Regions from separate parts of the Mus musculus genome. Here all the other regions are linked to region 1. The links are chromatin contacts, called in public Hi-C and HiChIP or PLAC-seq maps. All regions are on one chromosome and are shown on one strand. Each heading gives the region's core, a stretch centred on a gene start, on an enhancer-like site or on the middle of the called end of the contact. The rest is flanking DNA. Distances are from core to core; before and after follow the strand shown.

Region 1 (4,703 bases), core at 1,357-3,856:
CCAAACACACACAACGTTTATAACATCCAGGGTCAGGGCCAAGAGCGAAAATAAAGGATTTTTTTTTTTTTCAGTCAATATGACAGGTCATCTGAAATCTTAGCCTTTGGGAATGAGGTCAGCCTGGGCTTCATTGTGAGTTCCAGGCCAGCTTTGGCTACAAGTATGCAATCCCATTTCAATTTTTCCCCCTCAATACATTATCACGGAAAAAAAAATCAGCAAGGTTTAAAAATATGTCAAGCTGGGTGAGGTGACACGTCTTTAATCCTAGCACCTCCGAGTTAGAAGCCAGCCAATATGTGAGTTTCAGGCTAGTCAGAGCTACATAGTGAAACCTTGACTCAAAAATGTGGTAAATTCTATACTTCTTCCCTAGGTTTCCCACGATTTTATAACCTGCTGTATCACCTCATTTTACAATGATTTTTTTTTAATGAACAGATTATTGTCTAAGACAATATTATTGTCTTATTTTATTATTATTTAAGACAATATATGTCTTATTCAGGCTCCAAATCCCTGTAGAGCTAAGAAAAGTTTTGCCTTCTTCAAGAATTGCTGAACTGTTTTAGAGGCCAGGTACTTCGATAGAGCTTATTAAAGACTGGGGCTTTTCTCCCCTTCACTGAAAAATGTTTTGTATTTTTTATATTTAAAAAAATTTTTTAAATGTGTGTTGAGCTGAAGGGGTCTGCAACCCTATAGGTGGAACAATATGAACTAACCAGTACCCCCAGAGCTCATGTCTCTAGCTGCATATATATCAGAAGATGACCTAGTTGGCCATCATTGGGAAAAGAGGCCCCTTGGTCTTGCAAACTTTATATGCCCCAGTACAGGGGAATGCCAGGGCCAAGAAGTGGGAGTGGGTGGGTAGGGGAGCAGGGCGGGGGAGGGTATAGGGGACTTTTGGGATAGCATTTGAAATGTAAATGAGGAAAATAATAAAAAAATAAAAAAAATGTGTGTGTTGCTTGTAGGGGCCAGGAGAGACATCAGAGCCTCTGAGGCTGGGGGTGAAGAGGCAGTTGGGAGCTGATGGGCATTGATCTGGAAACTAAGTTTACATCCTCTAAGGCGGAAGCAAATGCCCTTAATCTGCTGAGCCGGCTCTCTCTGTCTTTGATGCGGAAGCTCATTATGCAGGTCTGGCTGGCCTGGAACTTTGTGTAGGATTAAAGGTGTGCGCCACCACATCTAACTTCTAACTCTTTCCATTTTTAAGCTGAAGAACCATGGTCTCTGTGTGATAGGATATATCTGTAATCCCAGCGTTTAAGAGGTAGAGGCAGGAGGATGATCAGGAGATCAGAGTCATCTTTGGCTATGTAGAGAGTTCCAGGCCAGCCTAGGTCACATTAGTCCTATTAAAATCTAAACCCAGAGGCTGAGTGATGGTCTATTCTGAAGGGAGGGCTGTGGAGCCACTGATCCTTCCTTATACAGTGGCAGGCAGTCTTTCCACGAGTTTGGTTGCTTTCTAGATTAAAGAAATCGCCGGGCGGTGGTGGCACACGCCTTTAATCCCAGCACTTGGGAGGCAGAGGCAGGTGGATCTCTGAGTTCGAGGCCAGCCTGGTCTACAAAGTGAGTTCCAGGACAGCCAAGACTATACAGAGAAACCCTGTCTCGAAAAAACAAAACAAAAAAAAAAAAAAAGAAATTATGTTTGTGTTCAAGTTCTACTTATGACCTGACTTTTTCTGGGGCCATCCCCCATCTTTGGATTTCATGGTTACTTAACCTCTCAGCTCTTCCATTGCTTCCTCTGAAACACTCTGATCTCTTTCTTTCCTTCAGACCTGTTGTACCTTTTAGCCTGTTGAAAATCTTTGTAGCAGAGACATCTCAGGCTCAGCCTGTTCAGGGGTGAATACATCTTCCCTAGAACATGCTCATGGATGCTTGTCCCAGGGATGCCATCTGTCAGACCCTTAGTACGCTATTCTTCTGGTCCCGTCCTAGTCTAACTTTTATTTCCTACAATTTCACTTTAACCTATAGCGCTGCTGAATTTATTTAGGCCCCATCATTCCTTGATTGGATTATTTCAAGATGCTTTTGCTCAAGTCCAACCTTGTATATGTGTAGATTTCTGTGCAACAACCCTACTTTCCAGTAAATAGACTGAACTGTTGGATTTGGTCAAATGCTTAATCCCCTCACAGACTAAACAATCCCGAAAAGCACTTGCACTTTACACAGTGTCTAGGATAAGCAAGTGCTCGAAGAGTTATTGCTCTCCTCATTACTCTATGTGTCTGTCCTTGCTGCTCCTTGTGTTCAAGGTGTTTTCTCTACCTGGAGAATCCTCCAATTTCAGTACTCTGCTTCTCGGGTTTTACTAAGCAAATCTTTCGTGCCAAAATATATGACGTGATTGATGGATTGTAACTCTGTTCTCCCTACTAGACTGTTAACTTCTTGAGAGGAAGAATTCTGAAACTTCAGAGGTTAACTGAAGCATTAAGGATAAACATCCCAGGCGGAAGGCCCCTGCCCCTCCCGGCTAGGGGGCGGGGCGAGACCTGGCTCGGGGTGGCAGCAGGGACTTTTTTCCTCGCCGTGGCGGCGGAGGAGCACTGCGTGGGGTAGCGGCAAGACGTCGTCGGAGGAAGGCTGAAAAAGCCCTAGGTGTTGCCGTTGCTAGTAGAAGTCGGACCTGTCGCCCGAGCTGTGCGTCTGCACGGGTTTCGGACGGAGCGGAGCTCGCTGCCGCGGTTGCGGAGCCTGCCCTGTGCTCGCCCCTGCCCAGGTCGCGGTGATGGAGCCGGCCACCACGCTGCCCCCAGGCCCGCGCCCGGCGCTGCCCCTCGGGGGCCCGGGCCCGCTGGGAGAGTTCCTGCCTCCCCCCGAGTGTCCGGTCTTCGAGCCGAGCTGGGAAGAGTTCGCGGACCCCTTCGCTTTCATCCACAAGATCCGGCCCATAGCCGAGCAGACTGGGATCTGTAAGGTGCGGCCGCCGCCGGTGAGTCAGCCAGCACCCCGGATCCTGCTCGCGGCTGGGGGAGGGAGCGAGGACGCGCGGCCCGGGAGGCCGGAGGCGCGGGGGCGGGGAGCGGTCGTCCCGCGGGCCCGGTCAAGTTTGGGGTGGCTCCGAGGGTCGGAGATGCGGCGGTGGGAGGAAGGCGCGGGGGCCCCCGTCCCGGGTGGGATGTGGGCCGTGAGGACCGCGGGCTCCGGCGGGGCGGCCGGAGGGGGCTAGGTCGGTGCGGCTCCGGGGGCTGGTGCGCTGCACCGCCCGGCAGCGGTGCGGGCTGGAGTGGTTGGCAGCCGCCGGGGTGGTCGCTGGGGAGTCCTCCCGAGCCCGGCTGAGACGCGGGCGCGGAGGCAGGGCTCTGGGCCCGCACGGCTCCGTGGCTGGTCCTCGCCTCCTTCTCGGGGTGCGGGGGTGTGTGATGGGTGGGGGTGGGGGACTTGCGAGTTGTCGTGTGAGGAGGAAAGTTTTCAATATGGCGGCGGGAGCCCCTGGTCCTTTGTGTGGTGGCGGCGTCGGCCCGAAGCTGCCCTCACCTGAGCGCCCCACCCTCCGGACCCGGGTCCCCCACCACCACCTGGTCCCTCGGCCTCTGGGAGTCCCCAGGGCGAGCTGGGCCAGGGGGCGGCCGGCGCTACTGGGGGAGGGGAGGAGCCGCTGGGCCGGTCTGGAGCGGCTGGTTGAGTGGTGGTGGGGGTGCAAGGGTCGGGGTGGGGGGACGACACTTTGAGGATGGTGGGGGCAGGCCAAGCGGCGGGGGCCCTGATGCTCGCAGGTCCTGGCGGACGCTCCCACACGGACTTGGGGCCGGACTGCTTTGCTCCCGGCGCGGGGGGGGGGGGGAGGCCTGGCTGGGGCTGAGGTGGAGAGGCTGTGCTTGTAGGGGAGATGTCAGACGAGCTCTTGGAGATTTCATCCTGGTCCCTAGCTTTCCCTACTCGGCCTTCCCGGCGGGGGCTCTAGCGCCTCGAGCTTGGGGGGCTCTGAGGGGTGGGGTGTCCCCAAGACGGCCCTAACGGCTGCAACGTCCGCGGAGAGCCCGGCCCACTCCTTCCCCGTCCCCGTCCCCCTCCCCGTACCCCCTCCCCCCGCAGCCGGAACTGGATGCGCTGCGACACCCCAGGTTTTTCGCCTACCTTTTGGGATGACCTGAGTCTGAGTTGGCCTAAACGACCGTTGGACCGGCCGGGTCGGTTGGAAAGGTTTAACTGCCTTGCCTACCGTTTAAGAATTTTCTATCTTTCCCTGCTCTCAAGTGAAAAAGACCCCCCCCCACGCCTTTTACCCCTTTCTCCCTTAAACTTGCTCTATGTAATGGCATTTTGATTTAGGGGATTGTGTACGTAGACGTTCTAGAAAAGATGTTTGCGAGAGATCCCTGAATAAAGCCTTATCCTTTCACTACCCCCACGAAAGAAAAATTAAAACACAGATACCATATTTTAGTTGCTCTTGGACAACTTTGAAAGCAGAAATGAAATGCCTCAGAAAATAACTGGCCAGGTCAGCTAGTATGGGGGGAAATGTTTGGAAATAGATTCATTTCTTCTGGTGAAATGGACAGAGGCGATGGAAGGTTTCTTTTACTGTAGAGGCCTGCAGAAGTTACACCCTTGCCTGGTTAGACCTAGGGTTTTGATTCTGAAATGTGGACCACGTTTCAAACATTGAGCGATTTAGCTTTATCTTAATGTACCAGGAAAGATGAATGTGACTGTTGCAT
Region 2 (4,703 bases), core at 760-3,259, 55 kb after region 1:
GATTCTGAAAGAATGGATTTTGAGCTGTTGCCAGATGATGAGCGGCAGTGTATAAAATGCAAAACTACATGCTTCATGTCTGCCATCTCCTGCTCTTGTAAACCTGGCCTACTTGTTTGCCTACATCATGTGAAAGAATTGTGTTCTTGCCCCCCGTATAAGTATAACCTGCGGTAAGTAAGGATGAGTTTTTTTCCTTTGGGAAAGCATCCAATCATTTATTTTGAGTGTGCATGTGCATAAGTGTCTTTTTGATGCCCTGGCTTGAGTGCACATGTATGCACGTGTGTGATCATATTTATGTGTGAATGTGGTTATATATCCAAAGGCAGAAGGAAGAGAGAGACACTGGGCCTTTCTTGAGCAATTGAAACACCAAAGTCCAGTCCCACTGACACACTTTCATCAAGGATTCACCTCTGATTCCCTCTCAAGTCACACCACTCCATGATGATTAAGCACTCAAATATTTGAGCCTATGGGGGCCCTTCCTAATTAGATCACCACCACACATAGGTTTTGGGGATTGAAACTCAGGTTCTTGTTCTTGTAAGTAAATTGCTCTACCAATTGAGCCGTCTTCCCAGCCCACACTGAGTCTTTAGTTATTATAGGTCTCTGAATGTTGAGGATATAACGTCCAGTTTTTTCCACTGGCCCGTCTCATTGCTGTTTGTGTTCTGTGTCCAGGTATAGATACACTCTGGATGATCTCTATCCAATGATGAATGCATTAAAGCTTCGAGCAGAGTCTTACAATGAATGGGCCTTAAATGTGAATGAAGCCTTGGAAGCAAAGATCAATAAGAAGAAAAGTAAGTAATGCAGAAAGTGGTACTCAAGCTGCAAAGTCTAGTTGGATTTTGTTGCAGCCAACGTTTTGAAACAGCCTAATTTCCTGCTTAATCTTACATCCAGGTCCTTGGCAGAAGGTTCTAGCCAAGATGGATGAGGCAGATGGCCTCAACATCTCAGTGAAGCCTGGGTATATAGGTTATACAAGATGGTTTTGGGGCCAGCGAGGTGGCTCAGTATACATGCCTCTCGGGCCCAATGATCTTGGATTAGGTTCCTGGAACCCATGTGACATCTGAACCAGTTCACCTCTGACCTCCATATGTACACCATGGCTCACATTTCCCCACTTTGACGCCCCACCCCCTGTAGTGAAAAGAAAGAAAGGAACAAACTAAACTTCTTTAAAAAAAAACAAAAACAAATAGAAAGCAGGGCCGTGGTGGCGCACACCTTTAATCCTACCACTTGGGAGGCAGAGGCAGGCAGATTTCTGAGTTTGAGGCCAGCCTGGTCTACAGAGTGAGTTCCAGGACAGCTAGGGCTATACAGAGAAACCCTAACAAAAAACAAAAAAACAAAAAACAAATTGGGGGGGGGGGCGACCCAGAAAACCAAAATAGAGCTGGAAAGTTGGCTCAGAGGTTAAGAGTACTGTTTGCTCTTTCAGAAGACCGGGGTTCAATTCCAGTCATTCACGTGGTGGCTCATAACTATCTATAACTACAGTCAGTCAGAGGGTGTATAGTGCTTCCTCTGTCCTCCCCAGCCACTACATACATATGGTGTATAGAGATATATGTAGGCAAAACACCATACACATAAAAATAAATAAATCAAGCCGGATGTGGTAGCACGCACCTTTAAACCCAGCACTCAGGAGGCAGAGGCAGGTAGTCTGGCCTACAGGGTGAGTTACAGGACAGCCAGGGCTACAGAGTAACCCTGTCTTGAAAACCAAAATAAATAGATAAATGAATAAATTTAAAAATCTTAAGAATATAATAGCAACTTTATGTATTTTGTTAAAATGGATTCTTTGAAATGCAGTATAATACTAAAATGTTGGTGAAATGTTGGCTTAACATTTCCTAGTTCTAATCAAAATTTAGTGTCCCTGGCACTTATCATTATTTTTTTCTCTCTTCTATATGTGTGTGTTTTGCCTGCATGTATGTGTGTGCGTGTGTATCTGAGCCTACTCTGTTGTGTGCCTGATAAACCCTGAGGTCAGAACAGGGCTGGGCTTGAGGATGATTGTGAGTTGCTCTGTGGGTGCTGTAACTGAACCTGAGTCCTCTTTAATAACAAGTACTCTTAGCGGCTGGGTTACCTCCAGCCATTCTCCCTCCTTTATGGTGTGTGTGTGTGTGTGTGTGTGTGTGTGTGTGTGTGTGTTTGTATGGGTGCTTAGAGAGGTCAGAAGAGAGCTCTGGGTCCCTGGGTCTGGGGTTATATGCTCCTGAGTCATTATGCGGGTCCTGGGATCCAAGCCTGGCCCTCCTCGGGAACAGTGAGGGCTTTTAGCTGCTGAGCCTGCCCTCCACCATTCCCTCCAGACTCAGTTCTCTGCACTCTGTACATCAGCAGGTCCCTCCCTCCCTTTTCATGGAGGGGAAGGGAGCACCACCACCAGTTTCTTGTCAACTATACAGTGAAGTAAAGACCACAAAGTGGGTTAAACCACAGTAGATCTCTATTACTTTTCTTTCACAAATCAGCAGATTTTCACTTAAAAAAAATTCTAAACTTATATCCTGAAGACCCAACTCTATAAGTACCCTTTGTCAGACTATTCCCCATCCCCCCAATCAGATAAACATTGCTTGTGTTACATTTCTGGGTAAGAATGGACAGAAAGTCTTCTCTGCTCTGTAATAGTGATTATGAGCTTGATCACAGGAAAGATGACTTGTTCTGTTTTAGGTCTTGTCAGCTTTAAAGCTTTGATTGAAGAATCAGAAATGAAAAAATTCCCAGACAATGATCTTTTGCGTCACCTTCGACTAGTCACGCAGGATGCAGAAAAGTGTGCCTCTGTTGCCCAGCAGTTGCTTAATGGCAAAAGGCAAACAAGGTATCTATTTCTGACTGTATGAGAATGGACTCTGAGGCACCTGAACCTAGGAACCCATTGGCATCTCCGAGTAATGAATGCACGTGTCTTCATGGCTTTCTCCGGCCCTTGTCTTTGTAGGTATCGATCTGGTGGAGGAAAGTCTCAGAATCAGCTGACGGTGAATGAACTTAGACAGTTTGTGACTCAGCTGTATGCTCTGCCGTGCGTCCTTAGTCAGACACCGTTGCTAAAGGTAACCATATAAAGATCTGTAGGACTTCAGGTATATTTATATACTCAATTGACATCATTAAGTTGGTCAGTTGGCTCTTTGGTGGTTAATTTGTTATTGTGTGTGTGTGTGTTTCTGCAGAAGCCAAAGGAGAGCATCAGATATATTAAATCTGGAATTAACAATGGTTGTGAGCCACCTGTTATGGGGGGCTGGGAACTGCTGCTCTGTCCTCTTGAAGAGTGGCAAGTGCTCCTGACCTGAGCCAATAATTCACAAATATTTGAATTTTTGTTTGTGGAATAGTGGGTGGTTATAAGGAGATTCTATTAAAAGGAAGATAAAGTTGAGATTTTTATTGTGAAAGTGACCACTGAGTCTAGCATGGTGAACCACACTTAAAATTTCAACATTTAGATCCCAAGGCAGGAGAACTGCCATAAGTATGAAGGCAGTCTGGGCTCCATAGTAAGTCCGGAGCTGGAGAGATGGTTCTGAGCTCTTGCTACACAATCAGTATGACCAGAGGTTGAATTTTCTGTGCATGTTCCAGTTCCACTGGGGCCCAGAGCAGGATTATGGCTAAGGCGTGTTGGCTTCCTAGCTGAAAAAATTGTGAGGGCCATGTGGCTCAGGGAGGGAGCCTGCTTTGGAGAAATAGGGAACTCTTTTTTTATTTTTTTTTTTAAGATTTATTTTATTAATATATGTAAGTACACTGTAGCTGTCTTCAGACACTCCAGAAGAGGGAGTCAGATCTTGTTGTTGTCTTGGATGGTTGTGAGCCACCATGTGGTTGCTGGGATTTGAACTTTGGACCTTCGGAAGAGCAGTCGGGTGCTCTTACCCACTAAGCCATCTCACCAGCCCGGAGAAATAGGGAACTCTTAATGCCCTCTTCTGCTCATCACAAGCATGAATGCCTGAAGGTGCAGATACCCTCTGAATGCACATGCACATAAACTCACATAGACTGATACACAGAAAAAAAAAAACAAAACTAAAGTAAGAAAAAGTGACTACCAGCCAGTTCTTCTCATTGGTATAAATTTTATGTTATGACCTCCTATTTGGGCTCTCAGGTGTCATTTACGTTGCTTTGTTTACTCACATTATTACTGACATAACATGGTTTGGTAAAGAAAGTTACACCTCTTTTTCCTTTTTCTATTTTCTTTATTATTCCTCTTTTTTTTCTTTTTTTCTTCTCTTTTTTTTTTCTTTTTGGTTTTCTGAGACAGGGTTTTTCTGTGTAGCTGTCTGGAACTTGCTCTATAAACCAGGCTGGCCTCAAACTCAGCCTGCCTCTGCCTGTTGAGGCCTGGGATTAAAGTTGCCCACCACCACTACCCTGCTGAACTTGTATTCTGATGGTATGACTTTGATTGTTTGCCTTTGTCTTCTTTTAGGATCTCTTGAATCGTGTGGAAGATTTCCAACAGCAAAGCCAAAAACTACTGTCTGAGGAAATGCCTAGCGCTGCCGAGCTACAGGAGTTGCTGGATGTCAGCTTTGAATTTGATGTTGAGCTTCCACAGCTCACTGAGATGCGCATTCGCTTAGAGCAGGCCCGCTGGCTGGAAGAGGTTCAGCAGGCTTGCCTGGACTCCAGCTCCC
Region 3 (4,703 bases), core at 1,026-3,525, 40 kb before region 1:
AATCTGAAACCTGGCGCATGGAACCAGGTGGCCTTGGCATCGGCAGGAGGTCACTAGTCCTTAGCCCTCTCTTTCTGCCTTAGAAGATTACCATGGTTTTTTTCTCTTCCGGTCTCAGGCGCTGCGGGGGCCGCGGGTTACCGTGCAAACATGGCCAAGTCCAAGAACCACACCACACACAACCAGTCCCGCAAATGGCACAGAAATGGCATCAAGAAACCCCGGTCGCAAAGATACGAATCTCTTAAGGGGGTTGACCCCAAGTTCCTGAGGAACATGCGCTTTGCCAAGAAACACAACAAGAAAGGCCTGAAGAAGATGCAGGCCAACAATGCAAAGGCAGTGAGTGCGCGCGCAGAGGCCATCAAGGCCCTGGTGAAGCCTCAGGCCATCAAGCCCAAGATGCCAAAAGGCCCCAAACTCAAGCGGCTGGCTTTCATCGCTCACCCTAAGCTTGGGAAGCGGATTCGAAGCTACATGGCCAAGGGTCAGAGGCTCTGCCAACCGAAGCCTAAGGTCCAAACCAAGGCAGGGGCCAAAGCTCCAGCTAAGGCCCAGGCTTCAGCTCCAGCCCAGGCTCCCAAAGGTGCTCAGGCCCCCAAAGGTACCCAGGCCCCTGTGAAGGCCCCATAGAAATGACTCCTGCCAGTGTGAAGACAGACGGACTGCTGTGACACACCTCCCCACACAGTATTTGCAGATGACCAGTGTCCTATGCTGTTCTTACAAATAAACTCAGGCAAGATCTGTTAAAAAAAAAAAAAAAAGAAGAAGATTACCATGAACAGGAAATGGGAGAACCACGAACTGCATCTGTTACCGCAGACGTCATTCCGCTGTGCTTTCTATCTATCCAGCCATCCCCTAGGGGGAGCTCTGTGTCCTGCTTGGTGTTGGATTTGGGCTTGGAAGCTTGAATAGCCGGCTCTACCCAGAGTTCCTCCCACTTCTCTTGGCTGCTTCCTCGCTTGCCCAACTATCTGGTCCTAACCTTCTTTGAACTGTGATCTATGTCTATCAGCCCCGCTTGTTGTTCTTGGACTCTGTAGATCCCTCCAGCTGGGAGAGCCTCCTTTAGCTCTTAAATGCTTTTCCAGTTTGCTCCTTAGTCTGAGAGTGAGGCCAGCTGGAGCCAGTTCTTTGGCTCTAGTGCTCTACAGCGTTGGTGTAGACATGGTCAGCGCTGCAGTAGAAACTGGGGCCTTTGGGTTCTGTGCTCCCCTCCTCAGAATGAAGGTAAAACAAAGCGTCTCCTGGGCTTTTTGTTGTTGTTTGTTTGTTTGTTTGTTTTTCGAGACAGGGTTTCTCTGTGCAGTCCTGGCTGTCCTGGAACTCACTCTGTAGACCAGGCTGACCTCAAACTCAGAGATCCACCTGCCTCTGCCTCCCAAGTGCTGGGATTAAAGGCATGCGCCACTGCCGCCCGGCCTCCTGGGCTTTTTTTTTAGACCTTTCTTGTACTGTCATTATGCACATAATTGGTTGATGGATGCCTTTCTGGCCCAAGGAACACTATCAGAATTGCTAGGGTACTTGGTAAACCTGCAGGTTCTGAGGTTCCAGGGTGGGGTGGGATGTGACGATTTGTCTAGAGTCAACCATCTCACCTGTCCTGTCTAGGCCACCTGTGCCAAGAACTCCAAGCCTCTTGTATGCTTTCTTTATCTCTATAGAGGTAAAGCAAAATGACGTAAGATCCATTTGGGTGATGATGGGAGTTTTTATATCTTCATTGGTTTGGTTATATAATTTCTATTTCTTGTGTGGTTTGGTTATATAAGTATACAGGCTTGTGAAACCATTCGTTCTACATATAAAATATAGGAGTATAAACTATACTTCAAAATCTTTACTATGTGGAAGGGAATGAAAATGTATTTAGGTAATCACTGTATGAACAGTCAAGTGTTCCCTAAGAGAGAGGGGTTCTAGACAAGGGACATGCCACCTGTATCCTTAACAGTGATGTCCCTTCTGTAGACAGACCAGTACACTGTGCCCAAGAGCTTGCTGACCTTCCAGCACCATGAGGCAGCTCAGCTTGGTTTTTAACTCCCTGCTAAAACAACCCTACCTTTATCTCAAGTAAAAAGTTGGGTTTTTTTTTTTCTCTCTACCCAGACCCTTAAGTATCCACAGCACTTGGAGAGCCCTACAACTCCACCTTTAAGTCTCAACACAACTCTGACGTCCTCAGGCTGGACCTTCGTGGTAAACTGCAAGGCCAGCTATGACATCTGTCACTGCAGCTTGAACATTGAGCTTTTGACCTACAACAGGTTCATTGGCCAGGTCATTTCTGCCATCGCCAATACCAGGTATTTGATGGTGCCCTCGGTGTGGACCTTTTGGAGTTCCAGGTCATTTTGGTACCCTGCCCTAGTGGCATTTTTTTTTTTTTAGTATTTTATTGGGTTCTTATATCTCTACCTCTCGTCTAATACTTATCCTACCCTGATCCCTTCTGACCCCCAACACTAGGTAGGAGAGAAAGATGGTTAGAGGGGAAAGGGGCTGTAGATATCTTTAAGCCAACAAAATAGACTATTTCCTGCTGATTAGGGACGTTGAGGTCCTTGGGGCAAGTCTAATCTTTGTCGTCAGGATATCTCCAACTTCTTGTCAAACTTCAACAGCAGCAGCCAGAAGCAGCAGCCTCTTTCCATAGTGCCCTGGCCCTTCCTGGGGCTCTGGGAGTTATACCCTCTCCAGAGTCCCCAGCATTGAACTATATGTAACTGGCAAAAATCACACCCCTGCTAGTTCACAAGGCAAAACATAATCACCGGCTGTGAAGCAGCCTCTTATCCCACACCTGGGATTAAAATGAAAACACAGTCACATAACATAACTGGGTTTTTAAAGAAACCAGAATTCGCAGTGCTCTACCCTGGATCCAGTCTCCACTGATGACCTCTGTCCCTGCTGAGAAGGCCCACCATAAGCAGCTCTGTGTCAAAGATCAGTGAGCCTTGAACTTTCTAATCAGTTGGTCAGGAACGGTGAGTACACGGCCTGCCATCTGCTCTACCATGGAAACTTAGTGCCTGTGAATGGGCAAGCTGCTATTGCTGCCGACAAGTCCTAGGGCAACATCCAGTTTGTAAACTGGTGTCCCACAGGGTTCAAGGCAAGTTGAAGGTGAAGAGAAAGATTAGCACATAACCTGTGTGGTTCCTAGGAGAAATTCCAGGAGACATAAATGCACTAGGACTGGAAAGGATAGGGCAGGTAACCCTCAATTTGTCTGAGAAGTGAGGCATATGGGCCAGAAGCCAAAGGAGTGGCTTCCTTGTTCAGATATACCAGGGCAGGACCACGATAGGGCTCACCATCTGAAGGGAATTGCTCCCCACCTCCACAGTGTCTTGCTACGTAGATCACTCTAACCAGGAGCTTGAGCTTCTCCTGCCGCAGCCTCTGGGGTGCGGAAATTGTACATGTGCATCACACATCTGGCTCCGAGAACAATTTGGGACATACAGAAAGGCCTTCATCAGATTAGAGTGTGCAGAAGGCTTCTTGTGCTCTGCACTTGTAAATACTGTCATTTCCTCTTGTAGTAATAAACGTATTTAATCTCCACCTTGTGACCCGCCCCATTCCTAGGGTGCTGGCATAGTTTTATGGGGTTTTTACTCTAGGACAGTGGTTCTCAACCTTCCTAATGCTGCAGGCCTTTTCTATAGTTCCTCACATTGTGGAGATCCCTGCCCCCCCCCATAAAATTATTTTCGTTACTGCTTCACAACTAATTTTATTACTGTTATAAGTTATAATGTAAATATCTGATATGCAGGATATCTGACATGGGACCCCTCTGGGGGTCTCAACCTACAGGTTGAGAACTACTGCTCTAGCATAAGACTTTAGAAAAATTAAACATAGCGGTGGTGACATTAGAAAGCATACTCTGGGGGATGGAGAGATGGGATGGTTCAGTGGTTAAGAGCATGGGCTGTTCTTCCAGAGGTCCTGAGTTCAATTCCCAGCAACCACACAGTGGCTCACAACCATCTGTAATGGCATTCAGGTATACACGCAGATAGAACACTCATGAACATAAAATGAATAAATAAATCTTAAAAAAAAAAAAAGCAAGCTCTGTCTTCTGTGCTGTCACACTGCTATGAAGGTGACCACAAGGGACGGGAGGCAAGGAGGCCTGGGCCCCTGCACTTACAGGTCATAGTTATTTGCTGACGTAAGGAGTGTTCTGTAGTTCAGACTGCAAAGCAGGGAACATCTTGGGATACAGCTGTTGTCATTCCCACATTAGGAAAGATTTAGCTACTCTGAGAAAGACTCACCGCCTTTAGGAACCGGTGAACTTGCTGCCCTCAATGGCACTGGCTGGAAGTGACTATTTTGTTTAGAAGGGGAAACAACCTTGATTATGATATATATTTATGTTTAGTGTTTTTATGCTTAATTTGTATTTACTTTTTAAAAGGATTTTACTCTTTTTAACTATGTGTGTGTGTGTGTGTGTGCCTTTGTGGGAGTGTGTGCACATGAATACAGGGACTGGAGGAGGCCAGAGGCGTTAGGTCCCATGGAACTGGAGTTACAGGCTGTGGTTAGTCATTGTGTCAGAGTTGGGAGTGGCCTGGGTCTTCTGCAAGAGCAGTAAGCTTCCAACTACCGAGCCCTCTCTCTAGCTCCACAGCCATTCTTGTTTGTTTGAAGACTGAGTTTCTCCA

Evidence for each region. A called contact is a pair of places that touch in the nucleus more often than the background predicts. HiChIP or PLAC-seq counts read pairs in DNA pulled down with a chosen protein or histone mark.
Region 2: a contact with region 1 is called in an H3K4me3 HiChIP or PLAC-seq map of fetal liver, with 2.1 times the contacts expected there. The contact joins the enhancer-like site here to the promoter of Kdm5b in region 1. A contact is called at or near these places in 14 of 39 promoter capture datasets (the 3T3-L1 cell line, 3T3-L1-derived adipocytes, the HPC-7 cell line and 10 more), 4 of 484 Hi-C or Micro-C datasets (the G1E-ER4 cell line, the HPC-7 cell line, cerebral cortex and 1 more), 8 of 115 datasets of contacts at active chromatin or transcription factors (the HPC-7 cell line, T-cell acute lymphoblastic leukemia, bone marrow-derived macrophages and 3 more) and 3 of 9 other capture datasets (adipose tissue, liver and pancreatic islet).
Region 3: a contact with region 1 is called in a Hi-C map of liver, with 2.2 times the contacts expected there. The contact joins the enhancer-like site here to the promoter of Kdm5b in region 1. A contact is called at or near these places in 17 of 39 promoter capture datasets (the 3T3-L1 cell line, 3T3-L1-derived adipocytes, the HPC-7 cell line and 10 more), 1 of 15 datasets of contacts at CTCF or cohesin (embryonic stem cells), 65 of 484 Hi-C or Micro-C datasets (CD4 T cells, CD8 T cells, the G1E-ER4 cell line and 31 more), 29 of 115 datasets of contacts at active chromatin or transcription factors (DN3 thymocytes, the HPC-7 cell line, bone marrow-derived macrophages and 15 more) and 3 of 9 other capture datasets (adipose tissue, liver and pancreatic islet).

What each region holds. Positions count from the first base shown.
Region 1 is chr1:134,557,572-134,562,274 of GRCm38.p6, forward strand. Kdm5b (lysine (K)-specific demethylase 5B) reads left to right here and starts at 2,607. Exons shown (of 27, transcript NM_152895.2): 1 at 2,607-2,971. The coding sequence starts at 2,768. It also overlaps a transcript of Mgat4e not described here.
Region 2 is chr1:134,613,197-134,617,899 of GRCm38.p6, forward strand. Kdm5b (lysine (K)-specific demethylase 5B) reads left to right here. Exons shown (of 27, transcript NM_152895.2): 15 at 1-173; 16 at 691-815; 17 at 2,722-2,872; 18 at 2,993-3,107; 19 at 4,496-4,703. Among named protein-coding and RNA genes, the nearest start is that of Kdm5b, 55 kb to the left of the region's middle. Within about 2 kb of position 2,010, at least 6 of the 459 cell types and tissues checked have an H3K27ac peak or open chromatin away from gene starts, as enhancers often do. A contact at or near this core is called in fetal liver, where this site is marked.
Region 3 is chr1:134,517,931-134,522,633 of GRCm38.p6, forward strand. It overlaps the pseudogene Gm15454 and the pseudogene Tuba5-ps. Among named protein-coding and RNA genes, the nearest start is that of Gm46159, 7.6 kb to the right of the region's middle. Within about 2 kb of position 2,276, at least 18 of the 459 cell types and tissues checked have an H3K27ac peak or open chromatin away from gene starts, as enhancers often do. A contact at or near this core is called in the G1E-ER4 cell line, erythroblasts and liver, where this site is marked.